2 separate regions of the Capra hircus genome follow, and region 2 is linked to region 1. Evidence: chromatin contacts called from public Hi-C data. All regions are on one chromosome and are shown on one strand. Each heading gives the region's core, a stretch centred on a gene start, on an enhancer-like site or on the middle of the called end of the contact. The rest is flanking DNA. Distances are from core to core; before and after follow the strand shown. Region 1 has its middle 13 kb from the start of PAX8. Region 2 has its middle 100 kb from the start of PAX8.

Region 1 (7,591 bases), core at 1,914-4,413:
CTGCCTGCTGTGATGGGGTAGGGTGGAGAGTGGGAATTATAAGCAGCAAAAAATCTGGAGGGCACCTCACAAAATTTTAGCTGTTCAAAAAGGACCTGTAAGCAGAGACCTGAAGGAAAAGGTAGAACCAACCAAACAGAGGAAAAGGAGAAAGTAGAATAGTCTGACATGAGCAGAAAAAAATAATGCAAGTGCAGATCCAGAGACTGGAGGCAAGGGAAGAGGGTTTGGCAGGTGCTCTTAGGGAACCGAACTCACTATAGTGAGAAAGCGTGAATGCTCAGCTGCTCAATTGTGTTCACATCTTTTGCAATGCCGTGGACTGTAACCCACCAGACTCCTCTGTCCATGGAATTCTCCAGGCAAGAATATGAAGTGGGTTTCCATTTTCTTCCTCAGGGGATCTTCCTGACCCAGGGATGAAACCTGTGTCTCCTACATTGGTAGGTGGATTCTTTACCACTGTGCCACCTGGGAAGCCTAAAGTGATAAATGAAGTGTAATTATAGAATATGTGTGTGTGCGCAGCTGGTTGTGCACAGGTATGGTGAGGGCTGAGGGATAGGACTGGGAAAGTGTGCAGGGTTGGATCAGAGTAGTCCATAAGGAATTTGGACTTTATCCTAAAAAGCAAAGGGACGTGTCTAAGCAGATTCTAGTGGGGGAGGTGGGGAAAGAGTGGCCAGACTCCTATTTTAGAAAGTTCTTCCTGGTGCAGTGTGAGAAAGACTTGGAGGAGTCCAGGTTGCAGGCACGGAGAGGCTGCGGTACCATAATTCCCTTCAGGCTGATGGGAGCGTCAGAGGTGGAGAAGGCATGATGGGGATGGGGTGGTGGAAACATTGTCACGGTCACCTGTTGACTCTCAGTTTCACCCTGGGTTTGGTGGTGATAGGTTGCAGTCCTATGAAAAACAGATTGAATATAAGTGCTAGCCCCCTTACCTTCCTATGTTTTCTGGAGGACTCAGACTTAGGGTCCCCCCAAAAGGGAAGACAGATTTGGCTCTTCTCAAAACTTCCCAATGGCCCAGGAGAAGTTTGTCTGGTGACAGATCAGACAAGAGAGAACAGAGATGTTGGTCCAGGACCCAGACTGTGTTTGATGGGCTGATGGGAGAGAGAGGAAGCATGCACTCAAAGTTGCTAAGGAGTTTGGATTTCAAATCCCGCTCCGATCTGGACACAGATAGCACCCTTGTGACTGAGTGACAGAGAAACAATGACCAGGAGAGAGTCGGGGGTGTGGTTGGAAAGTTATGTAAAGAATATCTGCCTCTATGTAGGACAGGAAAAAGAAAAAGAGAGAGAGAGAATTGGTTGAGAGTCAGGAGGCTGGGCTTCCCTGGTGGCTTAGATGGTAAAGAGTCTGCCTACAATACAGGAGACCCAAGTCTGATCCCTGGGTTGGAAAGATCCCCTGGAGAAGGGAATGGCTACCCACTCCAGTATTCTTGCCTGCACAATTCCTGCCAGGTCCATGCACAGCCTGGAGCCTGGAGGGCTATAGCCCATGAGGTGGCAAAGAATCAACACAACTGAGCAACTAAGACACACAGGGTCTTAGACTTGAGACCGAGGCTATGGGACCTTGCGGAGGCCAAGGACCTGGCTGGGCCTTGGTGTCCCCAACTTTATAAATGAGGACTAAGTGGGAGATGGAAAGTGTACTGGCTTTCTAGTCCCAGTGCAAAGGAATATTTCCTAGAAATGTGTCCTGAGCAAAAAACACTCAGTGTCTCTAAGCCATAGTTTTTCATTTTCAGTACAAAGTTCTTCAGGATATCTTCCTCACTAATCTCACTGGGTTGGCTCTTATGAACTGGCGTGTGTGGAAGTACTTTGAAACGCTAGAAGCCATGGTAATACTGTAGACTGATACAAACTTTACAGTAAATAAAGGCTACCTTGTCCATTTATTTCATTTAATATATTCGTCAGTATTACCTGTATTATTAGTATTGCTATGTGTACCTACTACACAACAACACGTAATACTATATATGATACAATAGATATTGCTATTTTTTGTTGTTTAGTTGCTAAATCTGGAGAAGGCAATGGCAACCCACTCCAGTACTCTCTCTTGCCTGGAAAATCCCATAGGTGGAGGAGCCTGGTAGGCTGCAGTCCATGGGATCGAGAAGAGTCGGACACCACTGAGCGACTTCACTTTCACTCGTCACCTTCATGCACTGGAGAAGGAAATGGCAACCCACTCCAGTGTTCTTGACTGGAGAATCCCAGGGACGGGGGAACCTGGTGGGCTACCGGCTATGGGTTTGCACACAGTCGGACACGACTGAAGCGACTTAGCAGCAGCAGCAGCAGTTGCTAAATCATGTCTGACTCTTGCCCATGGACTGTAACCTGCCAGGCTCTTCTGTCCATGGGATTCTCCAGGCAAGAATACTGCACTGGGTCGGCATTTCCTTCCCCAGGGGATCTTCCTGACTCAGGGATTGACCCCAAGTCTCTTGCATTGCAGGCAGATTCTTTATCACTGAGCCACCAGGGAAGCCTGTAGTTGCTACTCCTGGCCTCATGGAATTTCCAGCTGGTAGCAGAAGGGCCCTGACTCTGGCAATCCTGGGGGAATGACTCTATTTCTCACTTGCCTGGTCACTTGGGGTCAATGATTTCCTCTAGACAATTTTGACTCTGGGGTCTGGGAGCTGGGTACAGGGTGTTGGGCCAGGGGCACAAAGTCAGAACTATTCCAAAGAACAGAAAAGCCCCTCTTCTTCTCCAGATGCCCGGTGCCTTGCCCCAGCGGTGGCCAGGTGAGGATGCCCCTCCTCTGCTTGGGGAGGAGAGTGGGGACACGAAAAGAGGGGCCTGGAGCAAAGGGTGAGCCTTGCTAGGCTCAGCTCCGCCTCTCCCAACCCCCCACCCCCACCACCCCAGCAGCTGGCAGACTTGCTTTAGATCCCTGTTCCTCCCACTGGCTGGGACTCCAGGTGCCTTCCTTTTAATTAAAGGTAACTAGCCTTCCGCTACACTGGCCTTTATTTGCATGGGATCCTATCCTTTTGCAGCTTCAGTATCATAAGAAGCCAGGAGCTTCACGGAGCATCCTTGAGCTTCGCCCTGGAAGGCGAAGCAGAGCCGACTCCCCACCCCCGCCCCCGCCCCCATTTGTTGCCCGCCGCTCCGGGCAAGACAGAGGGTGGAGGGGTGGGGGGCGGGGAGCTGCCAGCTTTCTAGCCCCTTGGCCGCCCCGCCTGACTCGGATCCGGGGAAGCAGAAGCAGAAGGCTTCAACTTCCGAAGCTCCCGCTGGCATGGCCCCAGTCCACCTCAGTCCCTGAAGCCAGGGGGCGTGGTCCTCTGCACTTGTGCAGTCTCGGGCCTGATCCTCGATGTATTGAATCCACAAGGCAGGCAGGTGTTTGCTGGATCCTGGACTGAGTTCCTGTGGTCAAAGCTTCTATCTTTGAGACCCCATGGACACCATGGTAGCCAACCAGGCTTCCCTGTCCATAGGAATTCCCCAGGCAAGAATACTGGAGTGAGGTGCCATGCCCTCCTCCAAAGAGTGAGACAGAGAGTGAGACTTAGTATGCAGGCACAGACACATAGCTCCTATCTGGAAGAAACTGATCGCTGATCAGAACTGTACTGGAGATTACCCAAGCTGCAGGAGGTCTCCACCTGAAGGGCACTGGAGTTCAGAGAAAAACAGGACTTGAGCTGCTAGTCAATGCCAGACACTTACTGATTAGGATTAAGAAGATGATTCTGATGCTTAGACCCAGCAGGCAAATTAACCAAGGTGACGGAGATGGCTTAAGCCCAGGCCCATCATTTCTCACTCAAGAGGAGAGCAGGCTCCACCTTGGGAAGACGAGACCCCTTCCTTCCCAGGTGCTCCTGCTCTAGTGAGAAGACAAGACCCAGACAAGGGAGACTCTAACTCGAGGTCTTTGCTTCTGACCCCACACTTTCCTCTGCCTCATGGCTCTGGCTTCCTCAAGACCTGAGTTTTCTTCATAATCTCCCACCAGCTTTCTCAGCACCCTGCTCACCTGAGTCTCCTCCATCACCAGGCCTGTACCCAGCTTTCCTCTCTTGATGCCCTAAGGTCTCAAGACCAGGGAGACAAATGGGTCAACCTTCCTCTGTGTAGCAGCCCCCTTACTTAAAGAATAGTTGTTATCCCATTTCCCAGATTGATTCTGAAGATTCACCTTCTGAGTTCTGTGAACTAGCTCTTCCTTTTCTACAAATCCCTTTTCATTTTCTCAAACGAGGAGATGGGAACATAGCAAGGGGTACTGGGGGTTGCTCTGATTTCTTCCATACAGTGTCAGATATAGCAAATAATGAATGAATGAATGGGGCTTCCCAGGTGGCACTAGTGGTAAAGAATCTGCCTCCCAATACAGGAGACTCAAGAGGTGTGGTATCCCTGGGTTGTGAAGATTCCCCTGGAATAGGAAATGGCAACCCACTCCAATATTTTTGCTTGGAGAATCCCATAGGCAGAGGAGCCCTGCGGGCTACAGTCTATGGGTTTGCAAAGAATCGGACACGAGTGAGCACATACCCACTCTTAAATAATGAATGAGCTTAGAATTAGCCTCAGGCTTACACGTTAAAGGAGGAAGGAGGCATGCACCAGAATGCAGAAATGTTCAGAACCCCCTATTCGCTGACTCATGTCCCAATAAACCTGTCATATTTCTGGGACCCTCTGGGGGCTGTCATCACATCAGCTCCTCCTTGCAGTGCTCCAGAGGAAGTCAGTCAATATTCCCACTCACTTTATCCTAATAAGCTTCTGGAAGTGGGAGGCCGAGGGGTTGCTTTGCCTTCTGGAATCACCCAGACAGTCAGTCAACACCATTCCAGGCCCAGGAGAGGGCAGGGTAAGCTCAGGATTTCCTTTAGAGGTGTGTTTTCTGTGCAAAATTTTAATGCCTTATTCCTCCTCCCTACCAGATGGTGAAGCACATGGAAGATAAAAGCCTTTCATTAGCATTTTCCCAGCCATGCACCCCAGAGTGCAGTGAGCCACCCCCTTTTCTCCATGTCCCTTGCCATGTGTGTCCTGCTGAATTAGGGGAGGTGGGCAGGCTCCTATGAATGATGACAATGACTAACACCCACAGGGCACTTTCTCATACCACCCTGGTAAACAATAGATGCGGTGAGTATTGATCTGTTTCACAGATGAGCAAAGTGAGGCGCTCATGAGCTAACATACCCAAGGGCCCCTAACTATGAGTGTTGGAGCCAGGGCTTGGCCCCAGACCTTCTAATTCCCGAGACTGGCTTGGGTGTCAGTATGGAAGACTGTCTGGAAGGCAAGTGGAGACTTGGCAAGACCCTTATATCTCCAGGCTTTGGCTTCCTGGACGAAGAACACTTGAACAGCTTGCTTAAAATGACCCTAAATGAGTTTTTTCTCTAATTAAGGCACAGTGACTTCAGAGATGTATTAAAACACGTGTTTGTCTTGAAAAGAATGTGACAATATCAATCCAAAGACCCATCAGACTTATGAGCAAACACTGGGCCATTCGGTTAGCTCACTGTCACCCCAAAGCAAAAGAACGATCCTCAAAGGATAGCTGTTTAGGCACAACTTGCAGGAGGAGCATGGCTGACAGAGAAGTTATAGTCTCAGGTGGCATCCGTGGTAACAGGGCATCCAAGGTGCTAGTGTTGATATTCCCTCCGCATTCCTTGTGGGTCACATTGCCCCTGGGTTATGGGTTCAGTTCTCATTTTTTAAAAATATTCACTTATTTATTTTATTTGGCTCTTAGTTGCATCACATAGGATCTTTCATTGGGATGCACAGACTCTCTAGTTGTGCTGCTTGGGCTCAGTAGTTCCAGCTCCTGGGCTTAGTTGCTCTGCAGCAAGTGGGATCTTAGTTCCCCGACCAGGGAACCCAGGTCCCCTGCATTGCAAGGCAGATTCTTAACCACTGGACCACCAGGGAAGTCCCTGGGTTCAGTTCCAAACACAAGGTTCAAAGGAAGAAGGTGGGAAACAGAAACAGGAGTTCAGAAGAACATAAAGAGACTCTAAACCATTCTCACTGAGGATGAATGAAAAGGGTAGGGGGTATGTTACCCAAGAAGAGAAGGCCAAGGATGAAATGGAAGCTGTGGCAAGGAACTGATTCTACCCCCTCTCCCCCACACCCCAGCTCCCCTCGTCGCCCCCCACCACCCCACCAACAAGGATGTAAGGGAGACATCTTGGATGTCAGCCTTCCAGCCCAAGTCCAGTCTTCAGATGACCACAGATTTGCTTGACAGCTTGACCATAACCTCTAAGAAACGCAGAACCTGAACTACCCAGCTAGGGAGCTCCTAGATTCCTGACCCTCAGTAGCTGTGTGAGATAATAAACATTTGTTGCTCTAAGTAGTTAAGTTCATGATAATTTGTTACTCAGCTCTGGATAACTAAGACTTTACTCTTCTATCTGCTCTGAGAATCTACACTTGGCCCCAAGAGTGTTTCATCAGCAGGCAGGGAGGATATCATCATTGCTAGAACAAAAATAGAACTTTTTTATTCTTCCTTAAAAAAAAAAAATTCTCAGTTGACTTCTCTGAGTTTTAAACCTGCCTCTAGCTCTAATGTGGAGATTTGGTAAATTAACACATCAATTCTTTCTGGGCATTTTAAATGTAACTGTGATCCAGTTCCCTAAGGGAGTCCTCCCAGAGGCTGTCCTGGAGACATCAGGGATGTTCCTCTGAGCCCAGCAGTTTGGCTGGATCTCTGGGTGAGTCAAGGAATTGTCCTGGGGGGAGAAATAGCACGGGCTCTCCGAGAGAGAAGTTGGAACAAACGAGAGCTGCGGGCCAGAGGGCAGTGGTTGAGGTTGATGAGACCCATCTCTCAGAGTCAAAGAAGAGAGGTCCATCAGGTACAGGGTCTCAGTCCCTGCACTTCACATCTGTGTGCGCACTGTGCCACTGTTCATTCCAGCCAGGAATTTCAAAGAATTAAGAGGCCAGGACCACCACTGGCAGAAAGTCGCAAGGTTTGTTGATTTTTAACCCCCTAGTTCTGACTTACTTTTACTGGAAAGGGCAGGGAACACAGTGTGGATTGAGGGAAGGAAAGGGGGCAACAAACACACTGAGTCCCTGAGAACTAAGGCAAAGGAAGAAACAAGTCCAGGAGAAGCTGGTCTGGGTCTGTGAAGGGGTCGTGAGTGTCCTTCTGGGATCCCGGGACTGTCCTCTGAGGATTCTTCCCATTGGCCGGACTCTGCCTGTAATTCAGGCAGGAGCCGCTAGGTGGAGAAGTGTCTGGATTACAATGCTTGCCTTGCATGGTTTCTCATGGGCATGTGTATTTAACGTAGTTGCAACATCACGCTCAAAATTGTCCACAAAAAATCACAAAGTGCTCATTACCAGAGAAGAACTCCTCCGTTAACAGGTATTGTAAATGCATTTACTTATCACTTATTCTCTCCAGACCCCATCTTTAAAGTATAAAAGACAAGCAAAGTGATTTCTAATGTCCAATTCTAGGATTCCATAATATAACATTTGCGATAAGATTTACCTTAGTTATCTTTTATTTCTTCTACCTCTTTAAATCTGGGGGCATCTAA
Region 2 (7,591 bases), core at 2,463-4,962, 90 kb after region 1:
GAGATGAAACCTGTGTTCCCTGCCTTGGCAGGCAGATTCTTATCCACCGCACCACCAGGGAAGTTCCCCCTTGCCATTTAAGTCCACATCACCACACCCCAGGTGACATACATGGAAAGTGAGAAAGAAATATTTTATGACTTGCCAGGGACCCATGGCCAGTGGAGAGCTGAGCTGGTCCTAGATTCCAGTTCTGTCCACTGAAAAGCCATCGCTCTTTTGAAAATATCTTATTTGGCTCTTCTCAGAAAAGCCAGTGAGAATGATGCCAGGACAGCCTAGGGCAGTTGCCACATGGGGCCGAAACTTCTGGTTCCTCTGGCAACCCATGCAGAAGAAGGAGAAGGATGCAGAGAGCTGGCATCTGTCCCAGAATGCACCAGCCTGCAGCCCTCCCCATCCCCCTGCCTCCCCATCAGCCCAAGGGTGGCAGCATAGAGAGTTCACAGGATCGTGTGATCATGCTCAGAAGTTCTTGTGCTTCTGTTTATTAGCTTGATGCTTCCAGAAGATTCTCCATGAATCTTAGATAACAGCGTGTGCCGAGGGGAACTCTCAGTGCTATCGTGAGGACCAAAGGAGAGAGATACTGCTTGAGGGTGTAACTAAGCTCAGTTCGAATGATGGTGGCTTCTACTTGTTCATCTGATAGCTATCTATGGACTACCTGTCATGCCATCATATAGGTGCTGGGACCAGGGCAATGGCGAGTCAAAGGTGAGCTCCCAGTGACATCACCACAATAGCTAAAGGGTGATGAACGCCACCATGCATGACTCCCTCAAGTCATTTGTTACTCTTGGGGTCACCCCCTCCTCTTGCAGTTCCTGGTCAATCGATACTGCCCTGATGCTTCGACCAAGCAGATTTCACCTGGGATCAAATAATGATCCATAGATTGAGGTCCTAGCTTGTGTTGCGTGTTCAGTCTCTCAATTGGGTCCGACTCTTTGTGACCTCATGAACTATAGCCCACAAGGCTCCTCTGTCCATGGGATTTCCCAGACAAGAACACTGGAATGGGTCGCCATGCCCTCCTCCAGGGAATCTTCCCGACTCTGTGATTGCACCCAAATCTCCTGTGTCTCCTTGTATTGGTAGGCAGGTATTTTACCACTGAGTCACCTGGGAAGCTCATGGAGGTCCTAGAGAGGTGGTCTTTTTCTGCAGCTCAATCCATCCTGAAATGGCCCTGGGGGCAAGATTGAGGCCTTCCTTCCGTTGCTGCTTATATGCACAGACTTTGGATCCTTCTAGAAGGAACTTCACACCTGCCCGTTGTAGTAAGACTTTCCATGACTTACATTACCTCAGGTATACATCTGGCAGGGAGAGAATGGTTAAATGTTGCACAAGTTGGCAATTTAGGCAAGTAGAGGAGAGAGGCTTTCTCGGCAGACATGCTTTTATCTGGTCCCATGTAATGATCCGTAGTGCTTTTTACCTAAATGCTGGGCTCAGTTGATTCTCGGTTTGCGCTTTCTTGTCCTCTCATTTCCCAAGAAGAATGCCCATTCTGGTCCTAGCTCCTCAGGCAGCTGGATCCCTTGCTGGGGTCCCGGGTAGAAACAGAGGGGAAATTGAGTTAGAAGATCTACTATGGACTGTCCCTGGGACCTCAAGCAAGGCACCTAACTTCTCGAGGAAGAGCTTACTCAACTCTGAAATGTGAATAAAAATGTTCAACCAGTCTGTGTCAGGGTCAGATTAACATCAGCAACAACCTTGTTATCCAGATGAGCACTGGTCCGGCTGAAGGTGTTGTGCTAAGCATTCGTGTGGCGTGCTTTGTGGCATGCCAGGTCACTTCAGTCGTGTCTGACTCTTTGCTGCCCTATGGACCATAGCCCACCAGGATCTTCTGTCCATGGACTTTTCAGGCAAGAATACAGGAGTGGGTTGCCATGCCCTCCTCCAGGGGGTCTGACAAAGGGATCAAACCGCATCTGTCTCCTGCATTGGCAGGTGGGTTCTTTACCAATAGGACCACCTATGATCTCACTTTTTGAAAGTTATTTACTTATTTATGTTCGGCTGAGCTGGACATTGTCACTGCGTGTAGACTTTAGTTGCAGCGAGTAGGGGCTACTCTTTGTTGCTGTGCACAGGCTTCTTACTGTGTTGGTTTCTCTTGTCAAGGAGCTTGGATGCTCTACAGTGTGCAGACTTCAGTAATTATGGTGAGTGGGCTCAGTAATTTAGGTGCAGGGGCTTAGTTGCCTTTCAGCATGTGAATCTTCCCGGACCAGGGAGTGAGCCCATGGCCCCTGCGCTGGCAGGTGGATTCTGAACCACTGGTCCACCAGGGAAGCCGATCATTACCTCATTTCCTGATACAGATGCAGGCTTTTGAAACCAAGGAAATGAGTTGCAAAATGCCAACACCGTGCAGTTAGAAGTGATGGTGCAAACAAGGACCTACTCTGCAGCACAGGGAACTCTGCTCACTGTTATGTGGCAGTCTGGATGGGACGGGAGCTTGGGGGAGAATGGATACATGTGTATGCATGGTGGAGTCCCTTTGCTGTACACCAGAAACTATCATAACATTGTTCATCAGTGATACCTCAATACAAAATAAAAAGTTAAAAAAATAAAAGAAGTAGTGGTATAGAAATTTGAACCCAGGAAGGCTAACTTTCAGGCAACTCCTGATTCCCTGTCACTGTTATATCTTCTCATTTTTTTCCTGTCTTCTCCCTTCCGTTTGGATGACTGGATTCAGTGACTACTGCTCAAGATTCAGGGGAGCAAGGCGGCATCTCATTCACGCACCATCTCTAACTTTAGCTGAGCAAGCTGCTTTCAGCCCCTGCACGCCTAGGGTTCAGCCTGGGCCCGCATGCAATATGGTGGATACCTGGCTCTTTGAGTATCAAATAGCTGGCAAGGGTCACGACTGGGCCTGAGAACAGGAGACGGTGGCTCATGGAATGAACTCAATTTGCACACTTTCCCAGGGCATGGGGGAGGAAATGACAGTGACTTGTTGCTTGGGAAATGCCGGATGGGTGGCCTGGTATCTTGGGAATGTGCTCAGACGACCAGGGGATGTTTTTCCAGCCTCTCCTTCTCCTCCCCATTCCTGGGATGGTACTTTGGACTCCTCACCACTATTCCCAGGCACAAAAGAGAAACCTGAGTCCTGTGTTTTTCAGTGCTCCTAGTACTGACTTAATGACAACCAAGCTCTGTCTGTGTATCAGGATGCACCTGATTCAGTGTGAGATATTTGATGCTGTCTAATTTATCTGCAAGTTTAGGAGGTTGCTGTTACATGAGGAATCAGTGAGGTCAAGAAACATCCCCAGAATTGTATACATAGAAATGATGAGACCAGGATCCAGACACAGGATCTGGATTCTTTCATTTTATTTTTTTAATAACTTTATTATTTATTGGGCATCCTTGGTGGCTCAGATGGTAAAGAATCCACCTGCAATGTGAGAGACCTGGGATAGATCCCTGGGTCAGGAAGATCCCCTGGCACAGGGCATGGCAACCCACTCCAGTATTCTTGCCTGGAGAATCCCATGGACAGAGGAGCCTGGTGGGCTACAGTCCATGGGGTCAGAGAGAGTCAGACACAGCTGAGCAGCTAAGCACACACACAGCACATGATTTGTTGGCTACGCTGGGTCTTCATTGCTGCGTGGGCTTTGCTCTAGTTTCAGAGATGCGGGGCTACTCTCTAGTGGTGGTGCTCCGGCTGCTCATTGTGGTGGCTTCTCCTGTTGCAGAGAATGGACTCTAGGGTGCACGGGTTTCAGCAGTTGCAGCATGTGAGCTCAGTAGTTGTGGCTCCTGGGCTCTAGAGCATGGGCTCAGGTATTGTGGTACATGGGCTTAGTTGCTCCACAGCATGTGTGATCCTCCCAGACCAGGGACTGAATCTGTGTTTCCTGCATTGGCAGGCAGATTCTTTACCACTGAGCCAGCAGGGAAGCCCCGGATCTAGACTCTTAATCACTAGCTTACAGTATTATGACTCATTGGAGCCATCGGGGGCATTTCCCCACCAGGGGATGCAACCCCCAGGTTGGCTCCACCCTTGCTTTTATATATGGAGCTTCGTTCTATGTATGATTCCATCACTAGGTGTCTGGCCTGGGTCAAGTTGTCTGACCTCCGTTTGCCCATGTGTAACACCTATGGTCATTACACGCACAGACTTACCTCCTAAGGTCTTTGTGAGAACAAATCAAAGGAAGATGATGAAATACATTTGAAACTCACCAGGCATTTTTTCAGCTCTGACTATTTCCGGGTGCAAAATACTAGCACCAGAGGTGACTCAGACATAGACCCCGACCTCTAGAGAGTGTCAATTAGGAGGAACTAACAGTATGAACTTGAGCAAACTTGTGAGCTTTAATATTTGATGGGAAATAGTAAAGGACAAGATCCACAGGATCTCAAAGAGTTGGGCATGATCTAGTGACTAAACAAGACTAACAACCAACAGTATGAACTTAGTAGCTCAAAGCCAAGGCAGAGCATCCTGGACTCAAATAAAATGCTAGGAGAGATGAAAGAGAAAACAATCTCAACACTGGGAAATATTTGGAGGGGGTAGTCTGAGCCGGGGCTTTGAAGGAAAGATGACGAGATACTTTCAAACTGTCAGGCTAAGAGAAGCAGGGGCCACAAGGTGTGAACAGGTGGTGTGCGTGCAGGAACTGTGAGTCTGTCTGTCCATCTCTGGGCTGATAGGATAAAGTAACAGCTGGGATATGAAGGTTTTCAAGCCATGATGAAGACTTCATCACGTATGTTCTAATAAATGAGAACTGAATTTGCATAAGGGAGTGACATGATACTATCTATGTGGGGAAGACCCTTTTGGGGTTTCATTAGCAGGATCCCAGAGCATGGGAGGTGGGTGACAGGGGCATTGAAATGATCCGGGCACAGGGTGATGAGAACCTGAGTGAGGGCAATCTCAGAGGGGACAGAGAGGAAAGGAGGGTGGACGTGGACTTCCCTGGTGGTCCAGTGGCTGAGACTCCAGACTCCCAGTGCAGGGGACCTGGATTCGATCCCTGGTCAGAGACCTGGATCCCATACACGGTAACTAAGAATTCACGTGCTGTAACTAAAAAGATTGCAGATCCTGCATGCTGCCGCCAAGACAAGGCACAGCCAAATAAATAAATATTCAAACAAAAAATGAGGTGGATGATGCTTGGGAAGGAAGAGAGGAAAGGGCTTTTATAGACCATAGTGTGGTTACTCTCCACCCCTGCTGCTCACAGCCAGCTTACCCTGGAGGACAGCCATGGACATCTCTCTCTGTTAGCTGGCCTTTTAACTTTGCTCAGAGCCACACAGCCCCTGCCTTCCTCTGCCTTCCTCCATTTGGATAATTTTCCTTAGAATGACTGTCATAGTCATAACTATAATAATTATGGAGGCAATAATAAGATTCTGAATGGATCGAGAGCCTCTCTTCTGAGGATGCTAATATCTGTAAGGTGGGGTGAAAGGGGTCCTACTAGAAATACAATTAGATCCATTTGGTGGAAAACAACCCTTAGCAGCGTGAGAGGATGTAGACGTGAGGAACGTGTTTCTGCTCCTGAATAAGAACACATCTCCCACCTTAGTAAGGGCAAATATTTTCCTGCTCCCTGGTGGGCATCTCTGGGATGCAGATTTCCTGGTAGTGATGGAGAAGGATGCTCAGTACTTTGTCTCCCCTGTCCATCACTGGGAAGCCTTCCCTGGGACCTTGGATGGACAATGAATCCTCCGTTCCACTCCCAGGCTCTCTTATTATTCAACCACACAGTTAGCTCTAATAATAATGACACACAATATATCATCGCATTTCAAAGCCTGTTTGAATTCATGACTTAATTCTCACGACCACAGAAACTAGTATTATTATTATCATTCTCACTTTACAAATGTTTTTGTTCAACAAACACTCCTGAAGCACCCAGTCGTGTGCTGATGGCAGACACTTAGTTCGAGATTAAGTGACTGATGAAGACCCAAGCAAGATTCAAACGCAGGTCCTCTTTCTCCAAGCCATTCTCCCCCCTTTCCACATTGCTCTGTTCATTTTTTTCCCCTCTGTTCGTTTTCAGTTGGGTGAACTACTAAGTTTTAGCACTTTGTTGCCGGTTGTTTCATGTATGCATTTTTGTCTACTCAAACATGGCAAAGATTTACAAAAAATAAAAGACCTTACAATTTCAGTTTATTATTATTAAACAATATTTTGAATAAATATGAATATTAATAAGAAGAATATTAATGTGCTCATTAAAAAGACAGAACAATTAAGAAAAATGTAAAGTTTTAGCCTCCTTATAAATTGGCTGATCCTCACTGTGTATAGGTTCTTCAGACAGATCTGAAAGTTTGGAAAGCCAGAGGGCCTAATGGCTGACAGCCTCTCCAGGCTCTCTGCATATTCTCAGTGTAAAGTAGAACTGCCATTGGTCAGGTAAGTGCTGCCCCCACGTGGTGGAATTTGATGTCTTCTGGTGTTCCAGGTGGTTCCCTAGTGGCTCAGTGGTAAAAGAATCCACCTAGCAATGCAGAGGAGCCTGGCGGGCTGCCGTCCATCGGGTCGCAAAGAGTCGGACGCAGCTGAGCGCAGATGCAAGACTGGCGTCGCCTACAATGCCACGTGAGGCTGTTTGTGCTCCTGCCTGGTCTTTTCACTGAACTCAACAAGCAAGTACAAAGGCCCATGCTCAGTTTGCCCTCCCCCAAACTGTAAAGAGAGCCGCTCTGTATAGCTGCACGTTTGGATCATGAGGGGAATTTACAAAACACTGATGCCCCGGTATAACCCGTGGGCAGTTACATCAGAAGAGCTGCGGGTGTTTCATCTAATCTTTTCTAGTGATTCTATGCACCATGAGAGCTAACCACTACTGTGTTGGGGAAACTTGGCCTTGGCTGAAGGTGGTCGGTGAGATCCTGGCTGTTAATGTGAGGGTTGAGAGGATCTGTGGGGTTTTTGAGACAACTGACCATCAGTCCCCTGGACTGAGTGTGAAAGGAGGAGACGAGAACATGCTACAGAGGCCTGGGTATTCTTTTATTTTTTACAAATTGAGGTGTGATTGACATATACTAGTTTCAGGTATACAACAAAATGATTTGATATTTGCATATATCGTGAAATGATCATCACAATAAGTCTGGTTAACATCCATCACTATACAAAGTTTCAGAACATTTTTTTCTCTTGTGATGAGAACTTTTAAGATCTACTCTTAACAGCTTTAAACTATGCAACACAATATTACAACTATCATCACCAAACATGCATTTCACGCTCAGTTGCTCAGTCATGTCTGACTCTTTGTGACCCCGTGGACTGTAGCACACCAGGCTCCTCTGCTCATGGGATTTCTCAGGCAAGAATACTGGAGTGGATTGCCATTTCCTCTTCCAGGAGATCTTCCTGACCCAGGGATCGAATCTGCATCTCCTACATTGGCAGGTAGATTCTTTACCACTGAGCAACATGGCAAGCCCATATTTCATCCCATGACATATTTATTTTATAATTAGAAGTTTGTACTTTTTGACCCCCTTCACCCATTTCATCCTTCCCCCCGGCCTCTGG

The links. Hi-C and Micro-C count contacts between places; a contact is called where the count stands out from the background.
Region 2: a contact with region 1 is called in a Hi-C map of blood, with 1.7 times the contacts expected there. The contact joins two enhancer-like sites. A contact is called at or near these places in 2 of 5 Hi-C or Micro-C datasets (both in blood).

The regions. Positions count from the first base shown.
Region 1 is chr11:46,649,323-46,656,913 of ARS1.2, forward strand. No RefSeq gene overlaps it. Among named protein-coding and RNA genes, the nearest start is that of PAX8, 13 kb to the left of the region's middle. Within about 2 kb of position 3,164, at least 1 of the 5 cell types and tissues checked has an H3K27ac peak or open chromatin away from gene starts, as enhancers often do.
Region 2 is chr11:46,739,024-46,746,614 of ARS1.2, forward strand. No RefSeq gene overlaps it. Among named protein-coding and RNA genes, the nearest start is that of PAX8, 100 kb to the left of the region's middle. Within about 2 kb of position 3,713, at least 1 of the 5 cell types and tissues checked has an H3K27ac peak or open chromatin away from gene starts, as enhancers often do.